Regions from separate parts of the Sus scrofa genome. Here region 2 is linked to region 1. The links are chromatin contacts, called in public Hi-C maps. All regions are on one chromosome and are shown on one strand. Each heading gives the region's core, a stretch centred on a gene start, on an enhancer-like site or on the middle of the called end of the contact. The rest is flanking DNA. Distances are from core to core; before and after follow the strand shown. Region 1 has its middle 76 kb from the start of BTG3. Region 2 overlaps CHODL (chondrolectin).

Region 1 (7,134 bases), core at 710-3,209:
AGCAGAGAGAGCAAAAGCAGAGACGATGCCAGGGCTTCCAGTTTTATAAAGCGATGTTTTAGCTGCATTAGCCATTTACTTCTATTTCACTTGTTACCTATTTTTTAAATCTTACTCAAAGTTTTCATTGCATGGGGAAGCATCATTATTAAATGATATCACAGTGTGTTGCAGCTCATTTATAAAAAAACACTGTAGCTACCACCGTGTTGAAAGCCTTCCGCCTGGCTGGAACTAATTTTCTCCACCACAAATATCAAAAGTGCCTGGAAATGTACAAAGCAATCATTTTTATCTATCAAAAGTAATGCTATTATTTTGACCCCACAGTAATTCCTTGAGATGTTATTTTAGAAAAATTTTAAAAGTATTAATATTTTATTTTAGTTAGATTGGGGCAGCCACTATGGAAAACAGTATGAAGGTTCCTCAAAAAACTAAAAATAGTTACCATATGATCCAGCAATCCTGCTACTGGCCATATACTCAGGGGGAAAAAAAAAACCCTATAATTTTAAAAGATACATGCACCCCTATGTATATAGCAGCACTATTTACAATAGCCAAGACATGAAAACAACCTAAACGTCCATTGACAGATGGATAAAGAAGATATGGTACATGTATGCAATGAAATACTATTCACCCTTTAAAAAGAATGAAATAATACCACTTGCAGCAATATGAATGGACCTAGACATAATCATACTAAGTAAAGGAAATCAAAGACAAATAATATATGATATCACTTACATGTGGAATCTAAAAAAATGACAGAAATCAACATATCTATGAAATAAAAACAAACTCACAGATATAGAGAACAGACTTGTTATTGCCAAGGGTGGGGGCTGGGGAAGGGAAGGATTGGGAGTTTGGGATTAGCTGAGGCAAACTATTATACATAGGCTGGAGGAATAGAAGGTCCGACTGAGCATAACTGAGTTACTTTGCTGTACAGCATAAATTAACGCCACATTGTAAATCAACTATACTTCAATAAAAAAAAAAAAAAAAGTTTATCTCAGAGAGGACACTCTGCATTCAAGACTGCTAATCTGAAAATAAAATTAGTGACAGCTTACTCATCTTTTTGTTTCCATTTATTTTTCACATGAATATTTCAGCTTTACCTAACAATTTTACTTCTGACTAATTTGAACATATGTGCATTGCTTTAGTATTTGACTTAAAGAGGATTTTTCTGGTAAAAATAATGCAAAGTCACGTTTTGTTTTCAGAATATTTATTTCTCCTGAGATTCTGAGAGATGTGCATAGATTTAAAGGGATAACTTAAAATTTAGACTTACTCTCGGGCCTAAGAAGTATCATTTAAGAATAGAGCTATTGTCCTAAAAATAACACTCTAATATAATATCCCAATGTTGTCCAGTTGCCATATCTTGATTCACTGAAAGATTTATAGTTGTCTCCTTTACTCTGCTTGAAGTTGCTAAGCAGAAGCAGTAGAGAAATTCAGCAGTAAACATACTTTTGTAGGATTCTTCATTCCTGATTTAGCTAATGCCCAACTCTCAAAATAGAAAACAACAAGCCCCTCGGGTTTTACTTGCAAATAAACTTAAATGCTGAGTTCACCAACTCCTGAAATTCAGATGTGCCTTCCTGACTCCTCCGTCACATCTGCCACAACTGCTGGAAAAGCCACCCCCATGGACCTGCGTGCTTAAACTCTTCCTTTAAGCAGAATTTTATTTTTCCCTGGCTTTCTTCTTTCCACAAAATAATGGAACAGTTGCCAAACTCCACTCCTCTTCTGCTCCACAAATGTTTCTACCATGGAGGTAGAAATTTTCCTCCTTGATGAGTTCATGTTGGCCGTATATATTCAGGAAGGAGGAACAACTCTCTTCCCAAAGAGCAGATGAATAATTGCTTAGTTAGAAGAATGTTCCAGGCCAGAGGAAGGGAGTAGTCAGCTCCTTCCTCAGAATCACATCCCTTGCCAAAGAACAATTGGAGGCTGCCCCCTGATTTTCCACACTTCAGATTCAGAGGGAAGGATGTCCTGATTTGTTAAGATAAACCAGAGAAAAAAAGAAAAATAAAGGAGCAGCAGGTGTGGCCTAATTCACTGCGCCTGAGCTTCTGACAAAGAAGCAAAACCCCCCTATACCAGCATGTAAGGACAGAGCTCAACTGCAGCAGAAATTTGAAACTGAAAGCCAAGTTACCAGCCCTGACTTTGGAATTGCCTTAAGCCAATTTGCAAAGAAAATCAGTGCAGGCCAGGGCTTGATGGGGTGTCTGAGGACTTGATGTCTCCCTTCTTTGGCTTTTCCCCAACGGGTGTTGATAAATAGAGATGATATGACCTAAGCCAGAATTCTCAGGAGATTCAAAAAGAAATGGTCCTGTGGAGCAAAACTAAGCTTATGTATTTTTTTTTTCCTTTTTAGTATCACCGTATGGAAGTTCCCGGGCTAGGGGTCAAATGAGAGTTGCAGCCACACCAATGTGGATCCAAGCTGTGTGTGCAACCTACACCACAGCTCACAGCAAGGCCGGATCCTTAAACCACTAAGCAAAGCCAGGGATTGAACCCATGTCCTCATGGACACTGTGTCAGGTTCTTAACCTGCTGAGCCACAACAGAAACTCCTTGTCTTTTTAAAAATGCTTTCACTGTCAGTAAACTTCAGTGTGGTGAGTAGAGCAGTAGCAAATCAAACTACTTTGTCCCCATGAAGAATGAGCAGAGAGGATGTAAAAGAGCCAAAAGCATCTGATGTGAAAGCCACATCAGATTTTCAGTCCTTCCACAGGGGCAAATGTTGGCTCCTTGTTACAGGTATCATAACCAAAGCTCGGAAGTGTTACATTGCTAGCTCTGGGTCAAACAGCTAATAAAAGAGAGAGCCTGAATTTAAACCCAGCACAGCCAAACTTCAAACCTGGGGTCAGTCTTTTGTCCTAGTGATTCCCAAATGCTGGTCCCTGAGCTGATGCTAGCCCGAAGCTGAGAAGACCCACCTGGGCAGCATGGTCAAAATGCCTGGCCCACAGGCTCTAGAAGATCTAATTCAATAGGTCTGGAATGAGACTTAAGAACCTGTGTTTTTAAAAAATGTCCTTGACATTTTTTTCATAGCAAAACCTGGGAACCATTTCAGTATATACTCTTCTAAGCATTTTTTTTCCCCCAGCAGTTAATTAATTGATTAGTGAAAATCTTAGCTCAACTCCCAAATCAAAGTATAACACACCTGTCACTCAGAGAATGTAGCTGATATTTCTATGAACTGTGAAATATATTTTCAAAATATTTGAAGTTCCAGTGGTCCTTTAGAAAACGTCCTTGACCCTGGACTTAGGACGTGCTTCTTTATGTTCAGAAAATGAGGCTGCATCACTGAGACTAAGTGTGACCCACAATTCTCTTGCTGCAAAACTCCTAGTTTCCTGCAGGGTTCAAGATTTTCCTTACTTCTGGGTGGCTTTGAGTGCCAGGAATGCTGGGACTGGGTACAAATGCCTGGTCTCTTAGATGTTTTTGATTTACTGACCCTTCAGAGCTGCATTTGTTTTTGACATGGGCTGAGCATCTGTTTTGATCAATTTTCTAAAGTATGCTTTTTCCTAAGATTTTTTTTTTCTTTTTTTCTTTTAGAGCCACATCCACAGCATATGGAATTTCCAGGGTTAGGGGTCAAATTTGAGCTGCGGCTACCGGCCTACACTAGAGCCACAGCAACTTGGCATCTGAGCTGCATCTGGGACCTATACCCAAGCTCACGGCAACCCCAGATCCTTAACCCACTGAGCAAGGCCAAGGATCAAACCAGCATCCTCATGGATACTTGTTGGGTTCTTAAATAAGCTGCAGGGAAACTCCCCTAAGATAGTTTGTATTTTGGCTTCTCTCCAAGGACACTGCTGAGCCTCTCTTGAGATCTGAGGTGAAGCTTTTAACATCTTCTTGCCTTCCAGTTGGGGGTTCTGGGTGCACCCCAATGTCCAGATCTCCAAGGCTTATTTGTCCTCACTCACCCTTCTCTGTGAAGTCCACAGCTAGACTTAAGTGGGTAAGGCGAAATGTGATCCAGGGGCCAAATCCAGCCTGGCATCTGTTTTTGGAAATAACATTTTACTGGAATACAACCAGGCCCATTCATCTGCTTGTCTATGGCTGCTCTCATGGTACAGTAGCAAAACTGAGTAGCCAGACACAGACAGAGACCATATGGCCTGCAAAGCCAGAAGTATTTACTTTCTGGTCCTTGACAAAAAAAGTTTGCCCATCCCTGGACTAAAGGAACATTTCAGTGAGAATATTTATAGATTTTCCTCTGATAGAAAAATACCACATACACTTCCAGGATCACCCTGAAACACGTATGCTGTGAGAATTTTTTCATTTGCTTTATTTTGCTTAATTTTTAATCCTTAGTTTTATGTCACAACATACATATTCTTTTTTCAATCTCATGTTTGAATTTCACTGGTTTATTAAGGAGGCAAAAATTAAGGTCTAAAAAATGATGGACATTCCTTTCAATAAATACTTCTTGTTTTTTTGTTTGTTTGTTTGTTTTGTCCCTTGTCTTTTTAGGGCTGCACCCACAGCATATGGAGGTTCCCAGGCTAGGGGTCTAATCGGAGCTGTAGCTGCCAGCCTATACCACAGCCACAGCAACTCAGGATCTGAGCCTGATCTGCAACCTAAACCACAGTTCATGGCAATGCTGGATCCTTAACCCACTGAGTGAGGCCAGGGATCAAAACTGTAACCTCATGGTTCCTAGTCAGATTCATTTCTGCTGAGCCACGACAGGAACTCCAATAAACCCTATTTTTAAAATATATGATGAATCATCTAGTTACATATGTAAGGGGAAAGGGTAGAAGATTATTTGAATCTCTGTTAATTTGTCATAATTTTCTCCACTTTACTCCATTTTCTAAAATGAACCCCAATTTCACCAATTTGCAAACTGTATTGCCAACAAAAGGAAATTATATATATATATATTTTTTTTTTTCTTTGTCTTTTTAAGGCCACACCTGCAGCATACAGCAGTTCCCAGACTAAGGGTCAAATCAGAGCTACAGCTGCCGGCCTACACCACAGCCACAGCAATGCCAGATCCTTTAACCCACTGAGCAAGGCCAGGGATCAAACCCAAAACCTCACAGATACTAGTCAGATTCATTTCTGCTGCACCACAATGGGAACTCCAGGAAACAATATATTTAAAAATTTTTTCCCAAAACACCTTGATAATTGGTGATGGTACAAATTATACATCTAATAAAATATTAGCCCAGGAAAATAAATTTTTAGAAAAAAAACTCATTCCTTTCTATGAAAATAAGAAATAATGTGCCTTTAAAAACCTTACTGCTCTTTTCAAATCTAGGAAAGTTACTAGTAAAACTCTTCCAGATTTGATATTTAGTAATTATAGAAAAGCAACTGGCTTTGTACCTGAAATCTTTCCTTCAATTATGCTCCCTTGGCCTGCCAAGTTATTGGTATTTAAAAGTACCAGTGTGCCCTCTTGTGGCACACTACAGTTACTGTTCTTTTCTAGTACTAATTTAGAAGTTTGGTGTAGACTCACTAAATTTTATGTAAGTTATTTTACAAAAGACCACTCTATCTTGCATTTCATCTTGGATTGGTTCTTACAGAACAGTAGTCAACTCTATATGCTAGGACTTGCAGAATAAACTGATAAAATTACCCTTGACTGTAATGACATTACCCTTGACTATAACGTCACTGTCTGACACCCACCCTGATTACCCAAGAATATAGGTAATAAGTCTACCATCCATTTTTGGTCTATAGGGCTTTCTTGTAGGAGGGAAAAACAAAGTCTAACATTTTCTTATCTTGCATGTCAGACTTTAACAAAGAACTTCTACCTACTTTGCTTTCCAATTTGAGGATGTGAACATATGTAAGTGTGTGTGTGTGTGTGTGTGTGTGTGTGTGTGTATATTTTTTTTCTTTTTGTCTTTTTGCTATTTCTTGGGCCGCTCCTGCGGCATATGGAGGTTCCCAGGCTAGGGGTCAAATCGGAGCCATAGCCACCGGCCTACGCCAGAGCCACAGCAATGCTGGATCCGAGCCACGTCTGCAACCTACACCACAGCTCACAGCAACGCCGGATCGTTAACCCACTGAGCAAGGGCAGGGACCGAACCCGCAACCTTATGGTTCCTAGTCAGATTCGTTAACCACTGCGCCACGACGGGAACTCCAAGTGTGTATATTTTTATCAAAGAGCACATGAAAATTCCCCTACAAGGAAGAGCAAACAGTTTTATCTCACTTTCTAGTTGCCTCCTTTCAAGGGGAGCTTTGGTTCCCTGTTCTGGATGTTTGACTTTGTGAATTCACTGATTTAGGCTATAGTTCAATCAAGCCCATGGATCCCCTAGGTTATATTTTGGGACTTGTGAGACCATAATACCTTCTGGTATCATGGTCATATTGTATTATTGTCATACCATATGGTCATACCATAAGGTATTGTGGTCAAAATACCCATAATATCTCCGCTGAACTGCTTGGGATTTTTTTTGCTTTTGTTTTGTACTGTTTTTAGTAATGGAGTTCCCGCAACTTACTAGCTTAACTGGGATCCCTTGAGCAAGTTACTTTAATGCTCTCAGCCGTAACGCTTCATCTATGAAATGGAGAGATTAATAATGACAGTTTCATAAAGCTGTCATGAGGATGAAACACAAAAATGAATATTAAAGTACCTTGCTCAGGCTAGGCACACCGGGAGAGATTAATAAGTGTTACAGTCAGCATTTCTATTAGGTTTCTAAACATATCCTAACACTATGATTTCTTTCTTTTTTTTTTTTAATGTCACTGGAAGAATGGCTGCATTGCTGCCACCAGAGATTTATGTATGTATTTATTTATTTATTTAGGGTGGGCTTTTTAGGACCGCACCTGCGGCATATGGAGGTTTCCAGGCCAGGGGTTGAATCGGAACTACAGCCACCGGCCTGCACCACAGCCACAGTAATACCAGATTTGAGTCGCGTCTTCGACCTACACTACAACACATGGCAACGCTGGATCCTTAACCCACTGAGCAAGGCCAGGGATTGAACCCACAACCTCATGGTTCCTAGCTGGATTAGG
Region 2 (6,867 bases), core at 1,216-3,715, 180 kb before region 1:
CCAGGGATAAAACCCACAACTTCATGGTTCCTAGTTGGGTTCATTTCCGCTGTACCACAACAGGAACTCCCCTCCAATCCCCCTTCTGATGGATGGATTATTCTAAGGCACACTTTTTCCTTAGAGCAATGGAGCAGTGGCCAACTTGGTATATCACCTTGAATTTGCTTCTTATCCTTCTCTGTCTCACATCTTTCCTTCTCTCTTGCTGCACTGGGATGTGCCTCCTAGTTAAGCATTATCACCTCAACTTTGCCTAAGACGCTTTCCTTTTTAATTGGACCTGAAGTAGAAAACCAGAAAGAGCATTATTCATTATATTTCACGAGTTTTCTTTTTTTATGGAGTGAATCCAAATAATCAATCAATTTTGATTGTATCTGGAGTTTCACTGAGATAATTTGGTAAGGCACTAAACAGTTTATTACTAATCACAGTATGATTAATTTAGGCATCTTCTGCATAACCACTGCACCAACCTAACCCAGATCAACATAATCTCTTGCCTAGACTTGAACCACAAATTCCTAACTGGTCTCCCTGAGTCTAATGTTTACTGCTCTGACCCATTCTCCTTACTGCTGCCAGAGTGACTGCATTAGGATACACTAACTGCCTTGGCACCTCTGTTAAAGAGGCATCTCTCACCTTTAGACTCCTCAGACATGAGTTAAAACAAGACTTCCTCTATCTCTCAAACTCCACAAGGTTCAAGCATTTCTTTTCTTACTCCCTTCTCTTCCAAAAAGAAGGAGAGGAAGAACAGGACACCAACAAAATTCTCCAGGGAATTCCTGACTCTCAGCTTAATGAACAACCCCAAAATCCAAAAGCTTAACATAACATATGCTTATCTCTCATACATGTCACAGTTCAATGAGAGATGGAAGTGGGATGAAGGCTTTCTTCCATCTAGTCTTTCAGGGACCCAGCTTCCTTCCATTGAGTGGCTCCTTCATCCCCCAGGATTTACAATCCTACTCCAGATCCTCTGTCTCCCACCTGACAAGAAGCAACAAAAGCAGGCATGGAGATGACAGGATTAAGGCCCAGTCTGTGAAGGGCACACATCACTTCTGCCTAACATACCCTACCATGGTCAATTTTATAAGTCAATTTTCATGGTGTTTCTGAATGAGTTTGACATTGAAATCAGTAAACTCTGAGAAAAGCAGTTTGCCCTCCATAATGTGGGTGGGCCCCACCAATCAGTTGAAGGTGTGAATAAAACAAAAAGAGCAGTCTTAATGAGCAAGGGAGAATTCTCCAGCTGACTGCCTTCAGATTTCATCTGTGCCATCAGCTCCCCTGTGTCTCCAGCCTGCTAGCCCTCATTGCAGATTTTGGACTCATCAGCCTCAATAATCATTTGAGACAATTCCTCAAAATCAGTCTCTCTCTTCCCCCCCCTCTCTCTACACACACACACACACACACACACACACACACACACACATTCTGGTAGTTCTGTTTCTCTGGATAACCCTGACTAATACACTAATACATTCCCTTGGCCAGAATCCAGGCCCCTAACTGCAAAGGAGCTTGAAAATGTAGGTTGGTAGGGTGCCCAGGAAGAAAAGAAAAAGAAAAGTCTGTTTCAGCACTTTCTGAAACAGACATCTGATCATATAACTTCCCTGGGTTAAAGGAGACTTTCCATTGCCCTTGGAACAATATCCAAACTCATTACCAAATCCCAGGTTCTCCAAATTCTTATCTTTTTCAACATCTCCAGTTGAGCCTCTGACCCTCTCCCACTGTGTACTCTGATGAATTTCAACTGATGGGAATCACCCTCTACAGACCCCAGGTCTTCCTTATACATTATTAACAACAATAGCTAAAACCTATTGAGCACTTACCATCTTCCAAGCACTGTCCCCTAAAAATTAAATGCATTTCTCATTTAATTCTAATAACCTCTGTGAGGAATTACTACAAGCACTTTACAAACAGAAAAATTATCACATAGAGAACTTAGGTAGTTCAGCCAAGGTCAGGTAGCAAGTAAATAGTGACAAAAGGATTCGAATTCTTCATCTAACTTGAAAGCCTCCTTCACTTCCAGTTTCTCTTTACCATAACCTACTACCATTAACTCCACTATCTATCTAATACCTGATCATCCTTAGGATATCAGTTGAATTCTCTCTTCTTTCAGAGCAATTTATGACTCCATAGCCTTCATCGGGTCTAGCTGCTAAAGCTCTCAAGGGGCCCCTGATCTCCCCTGTGTTAGCACATTTATTGTAACTATTTGTATAACTGTCCATCATCTCCCTTAAAGTTTAAGTTCAGGATGGCAGAAGTAGACACACATACACACCAGAGAGCAATGACAAAATATTTCTATTACAATATTAACAAAAAGAGAAAGAAAATATGCAGTGTACTAAATATCTTTCATTTGCCCCTTTAGATCCACTCTTTACCCTTTGTCTCAGTTCAGGCTGTTATAACAAAAAAGCATAAACTGAGTGGCTTATAAATAATAGTAATCTATTTTTCAACAGTTCTGGAGGCTGGAAGCCTGAGATGATGGTGGCCCCATGGTCAGGTTCCGGTGAGAGCCCTCTTCTGGGTTGTAGACTGATTTCTTGTTACCCTCACATGGCAGAAGCAGGGCTAGAGGGCTTTCCAGGATCCCTTTTATAAGGCCACTAATCCCTTATAATATCCACCCCATGATCTGGTTAACTCATAAAGGCCCCACATCTTAATACCATCACACTGAGAGTTAGGATTTCAACATATGAATTTTAGGAAGACAAACATTTAGTTTATTGCATTCCAGCCCTGGCTTGCAAAATTCCTGTCCTTCTCACATTCAAAATACATTCATTCCATTCCCCTCCCCAAACTGAAACGTCTTAACTCATTCCGGCATCAACTCCAAAAGTCTAAAGCCCAAAGTCTCATCTAGAATTCATCTAAATCAGATATAAGTGAGACTCATATTGAAGCAAAACTCTTCCCCAGCTATAAACCAATGAAATCAAGCAAGTCATGTGCTTCTAAAATACAATGGTAGAACTGGCATAGAACAGACATTCCCATTTCAAATGGAGGAAAAGGAAAGAAGGAAGGAGTGATGGGCCCTAAGAAAGTCCAACACCTAACAAGGCAAAGTGCATGAGACCTTAAGACCCTTCAGAATAATCCTCTTCAGCTCCATGGTCTGTCCTTCAATCCCACTAGGACATTTCCATCTTCTGGAGCCACTGGAGTGTCAATCTCACCCAACAGCTTGAAGGGCACTTCCCATCTGCTTCTCTCTGCAGTGGCTCCTCCTTGCCATGGTTCTCTGTCAGGATGGGGCTCACACCCCCAGGACTCCACTGGGCTTTTATCCCTCTCTTTGAAATCAAGGTGAATATAGTCCTATCCCCTGGGACCAAGCATTCTGGGCCTGTGCTGGGAGCAGCAACTCTAATGATCTTCTGAGTTGCCTTCAAGGTTCTTCCTCCTTTGTCCTGAAGAATAGCATATGTTTGCAGTCGAACAGTCCTATAGTCCAGGCCTGTAGGATCTAAGAAGTCTGAGGGTCTTCCCTCATGGTGTCCCATTTTTTTCCACTTTAGGTCCAGCTGGCAATTTTTCTGGTAGTATAATCCCATCTCTATTCTTGACTTTTGTTGAGATGGTTGACTAATTCCATGGTTCACATCCATTAGCATTCTCTCCTAAACACACGTTCTTATCTTTTGTGATACAGATAGGCTGAGCATTTTCTAAGTCTTCAAGCTCTGGTTCCTTTTTTCTATCCTCAAAACACTTCTACCTCATCCATTCTACTATAAGGAGTCAGGAGGAACCATGCTTTCCTTTAATATTTTCTTAGAAATCTCTTCAGCTAAATATCCAATCTCATCACTGGCAAGTTCTATCTTCCACAAAAGACAAGAACACAAACACAATTCAGTCCAATTTTTTTGCCACTTTATAACAAAGGTCACCTTTTCTCCAGTTTCCAATATATATTCCTCATTTCCATCTGAGGACTTATAGAAATGGCCTTTACTGCCCAACATTTATACCAACATTCCGTCCATGACTAATCAGGCATTTTCTCAGAAGAAGAAAGGTTTCTCTTCAGCTCTCTTCTTTCTGAAATCTCATCAGAATCACCTTGAAAAGTCCATTTGAAAAATAAAAAATAAAAATCCATTCACAGCAATCTTGTTTCTTCTAGCATCCATCTCAAACCTCGTCCAGCCTCTACCCATTGCTTAGTTTCAATTACAGTTTTGGAGGCCACGCCCACAGCATGCCAGGGCCAGGAATCGAACCCATGCCACAGCAGTGACTTGAGCCATAGCAGTGACAATGCTGGATCCTTAATCTCTAGGCCAGACAACTCCCTCCATCTCATTTTTAGGTGTTTATTACTGCAGAATTCCCACTTCTTGGTGCCAATTTCTGTCTTAGTCCAGGGAGATACAGCAAAGTACCACAGACTTGGTATTTATAAACAACATACATTTATTTCTCAGAGTTTTAGAAACTGGAAGTCTAAGATCAGGGAACCAACATGGCTGGGGTCTGATGAGGACCCTTTTCTATGTTACGTACTGCCAACTTTTCCTTGTATCATCACATGGCGGAAAGATGGGTCTCTTTCGTAAAGGCACTAATCCAGTTTACGAGGGCTCCATCCTCATGACCTAATTATCTCCAAAAGGATCCACATCCTAATACCATCACATTGGGGTTAGGATTTCAACCTCTGTTTGGGAGGGTGAGGCACAAACATTCAGTCCATTGCACCCCTCTCTACTCTGTGTCCAAGGAAGAGGACGTCTGTGGGCCATGTCAATGGTCTTCCTTGCCCTCTAGCTTCTGTTGAATTTGTCTAATGAAAGGGCATGGAAGGTAGAAAGAGAGTAAGAGAAGAGCAAGGTGGAGGTATTTGCTCCTTGATTTTGCTGTCCTTCTACATATGGCCATGGCTCCTATATAGCAGTCCTCTCCTATAAGTGGCCTCTCCAATATCTGGTGATCATTCCTTCCCCACTTTTGCTACTCTCTACTGTCACTAACCTTAGGATATTTCACTGTCTCTTGTTTTCTTAACCCTTCCCCACACTTTTGAAAACAGTTTTTCATTAAATTCTCCTCCATTACTCCACTTGAATATTTGCTATCCCTTTCTCGCCAGGACCCTGACTAATACACACAGCAGGAAATGTAATAAGAAATGTGCAAAATTTGTACACAGCAGCTTTAAAACCCTAATAATGGACACAAAAATAGTCAAGAAAAATATAAAAGCATACCCATCTTGAACAGGAGAAAACAACATAATAAAAGTGCAAATCTCCATTAGTTACTCCATACTTCTAAACTGATTCTAATAAAAAATACTGGTGATACTTAATAAAGAAGCCAAACTCAAAGTTTATATTAAAATATAAAAAGCAAAAATAAACAGGAAAATTCTGAAAAAAAAAAAGAGTACCATGGAAGAACCACCTCTACAGATTATAAATTACAAAGGCTACAATATTAAGAATACTCTTAATTTTAAGAATATTTTTAAATCAAATCTGCTCAAGAACTGAAATAAAAAAGAAAGTTCAAATACAGACCTAAACATATAAAACAATTTAGTATGTCATAAATGTGTTTTAAATCAGCTTAAAAAGATGAATTTTTCAATAAATGATCAGGGGACAAGCCAAACACTGACTGAAAAAAGTAAGCTTCCTTCTTTTTTTTTTTTCCTTTTCCCTTTTTTTCCCCTCTTTTTATGGCTGCACCCACTTCATACACAACTTCCTGGGCTGGGGGTCTAATCCAAGCTGCAGCAATAGGCCTACGCCACAGCCACAGAAACCCCAGATTCAAGCCGCATCTATGGCCTACGCCACAGCTTGCAGCAATGCTGGATCTTTAACCCACTGAGCAAGGCCAGGGATCAAACCCATATCCTCACAGACACTATGTCAGGTTCTTAACCCACTGAGCTACAACGGGCAATCCTCTTCTCTTTTTTAATTTTCTTTTTCTTTTTTATAGATGTACTGAGGAATAACGGAGAGAAAAAAAAAGTGTACCTATTTAATGTATACAATTTTATGAGTTTGAAAATATGTGTACAACTGTGAGATCACCACTATGATCAAGGTAATAAACATATCTAACCCCTCCAAAAGTTTCCTTGTGTCTCTTTAGCTTTCTCTGCTTTTAAATTTCGTTTGGGGACAGGGGAGTAGAAGACTTAAGTATGAAATCCATCCTTTTAAATTCTTTAAGTGCACAATACTCTTTTGTTAACTACAGGTACTATGCTGTACAGTAGATCTTCAGAACTTATTCAGCTTGTATAACTGTGATTTTATGCCGACTGAACAACAACGCCCCCTTTTCTCTTCTCTCGTCCCCTGGCAACCACCATTTTTCTCCTTCTATAAATCTGACTATTTTAGACACCACATGTAAGTGGAATCATGCAGTATTCGTCCTTAGGTGACTGATTTATTTCACTTAGCCTGATGGCTCTCAGGTCCATCCATGTTGTCGCAAATGAAAATATTTCCTCCTTTTTTAAAGACTGACTGATATTCCGTTGTATGTACACACACCACATTTTCTTTATTTGTTCATTTATTGATGGACATCTGGATTGTTTCCAGATCTTAGCTATTGCGAACAGCCACAGTGAACTCGAGTACTAAAATCTCCTTGAGATTATGATTTCAATTCTTTTGGATACAAACCCAGAAGTGGGATTACTGAATCATACAGGAGTTCTGTTTTTAATTTTTTGAGGAAGTTCCATACTATTTCATTTTCTTTCTTTCTTTTCTTTTTTTTTCTTTTTTTTTTTTTTTTTTTTTGGTCTTTTCAGTACCATACCCACAT

What was found. Hi-C and Micro-C count contacts between places; a contact is called where the count stands out from the background.
Region 2: a contact with region 1 is called in a Hi-C map of omental adipose tissue, with 2.4 times the contacts expected there. The contact joins two enhancer-like sites. A contact is called at or near these places in 2 of 5 promoter capture datasets (fetal liver and liver), 16 of 47 Hi-C or Micro-C datasets (adipocytes, adipose tissue, blood and 6 more) and 1 of 2 datasets of contacts at active chromatin or transcription factors (skeletal muscle).

What each region holds. Positions count from the first base shown.
Region 1 is chr13:182,300,781-182,307,914 of Sscrofa11.1, reverse strand. No RefSeq gene overlaps it. Among named protein-coding and RNA genes, the nearest start is that of BTG3, 76 kb to the right of the region's middle. Within about 2 kb of position 1,959, at least 12 of the 83 cell types and tissues checked have an H3K27ac peak or open chromatin away from gene starts, as enhancers often do. A contact at or near this core is called in omental adipose tissue, where this site is marked.
Region 2 is chr13:182,478,354-182,485,220 of Sscrofa11.1, reverse strand. All of the region lies in intron 2 of CHODL (chondrolectin), which reads right to left. Among named protein-coding and RNA genes, the nearest start is that of CHODL, 73 kb to the right of the region's middle. Within about 2 kb of position 2,465, at least 1 of the 83 cell types and tissues checked has an H3K27ac peak or open chromatin away from gene starts, as enhancers often do. A contact at or near this core is called in omental adipose tissue, where this site is marked.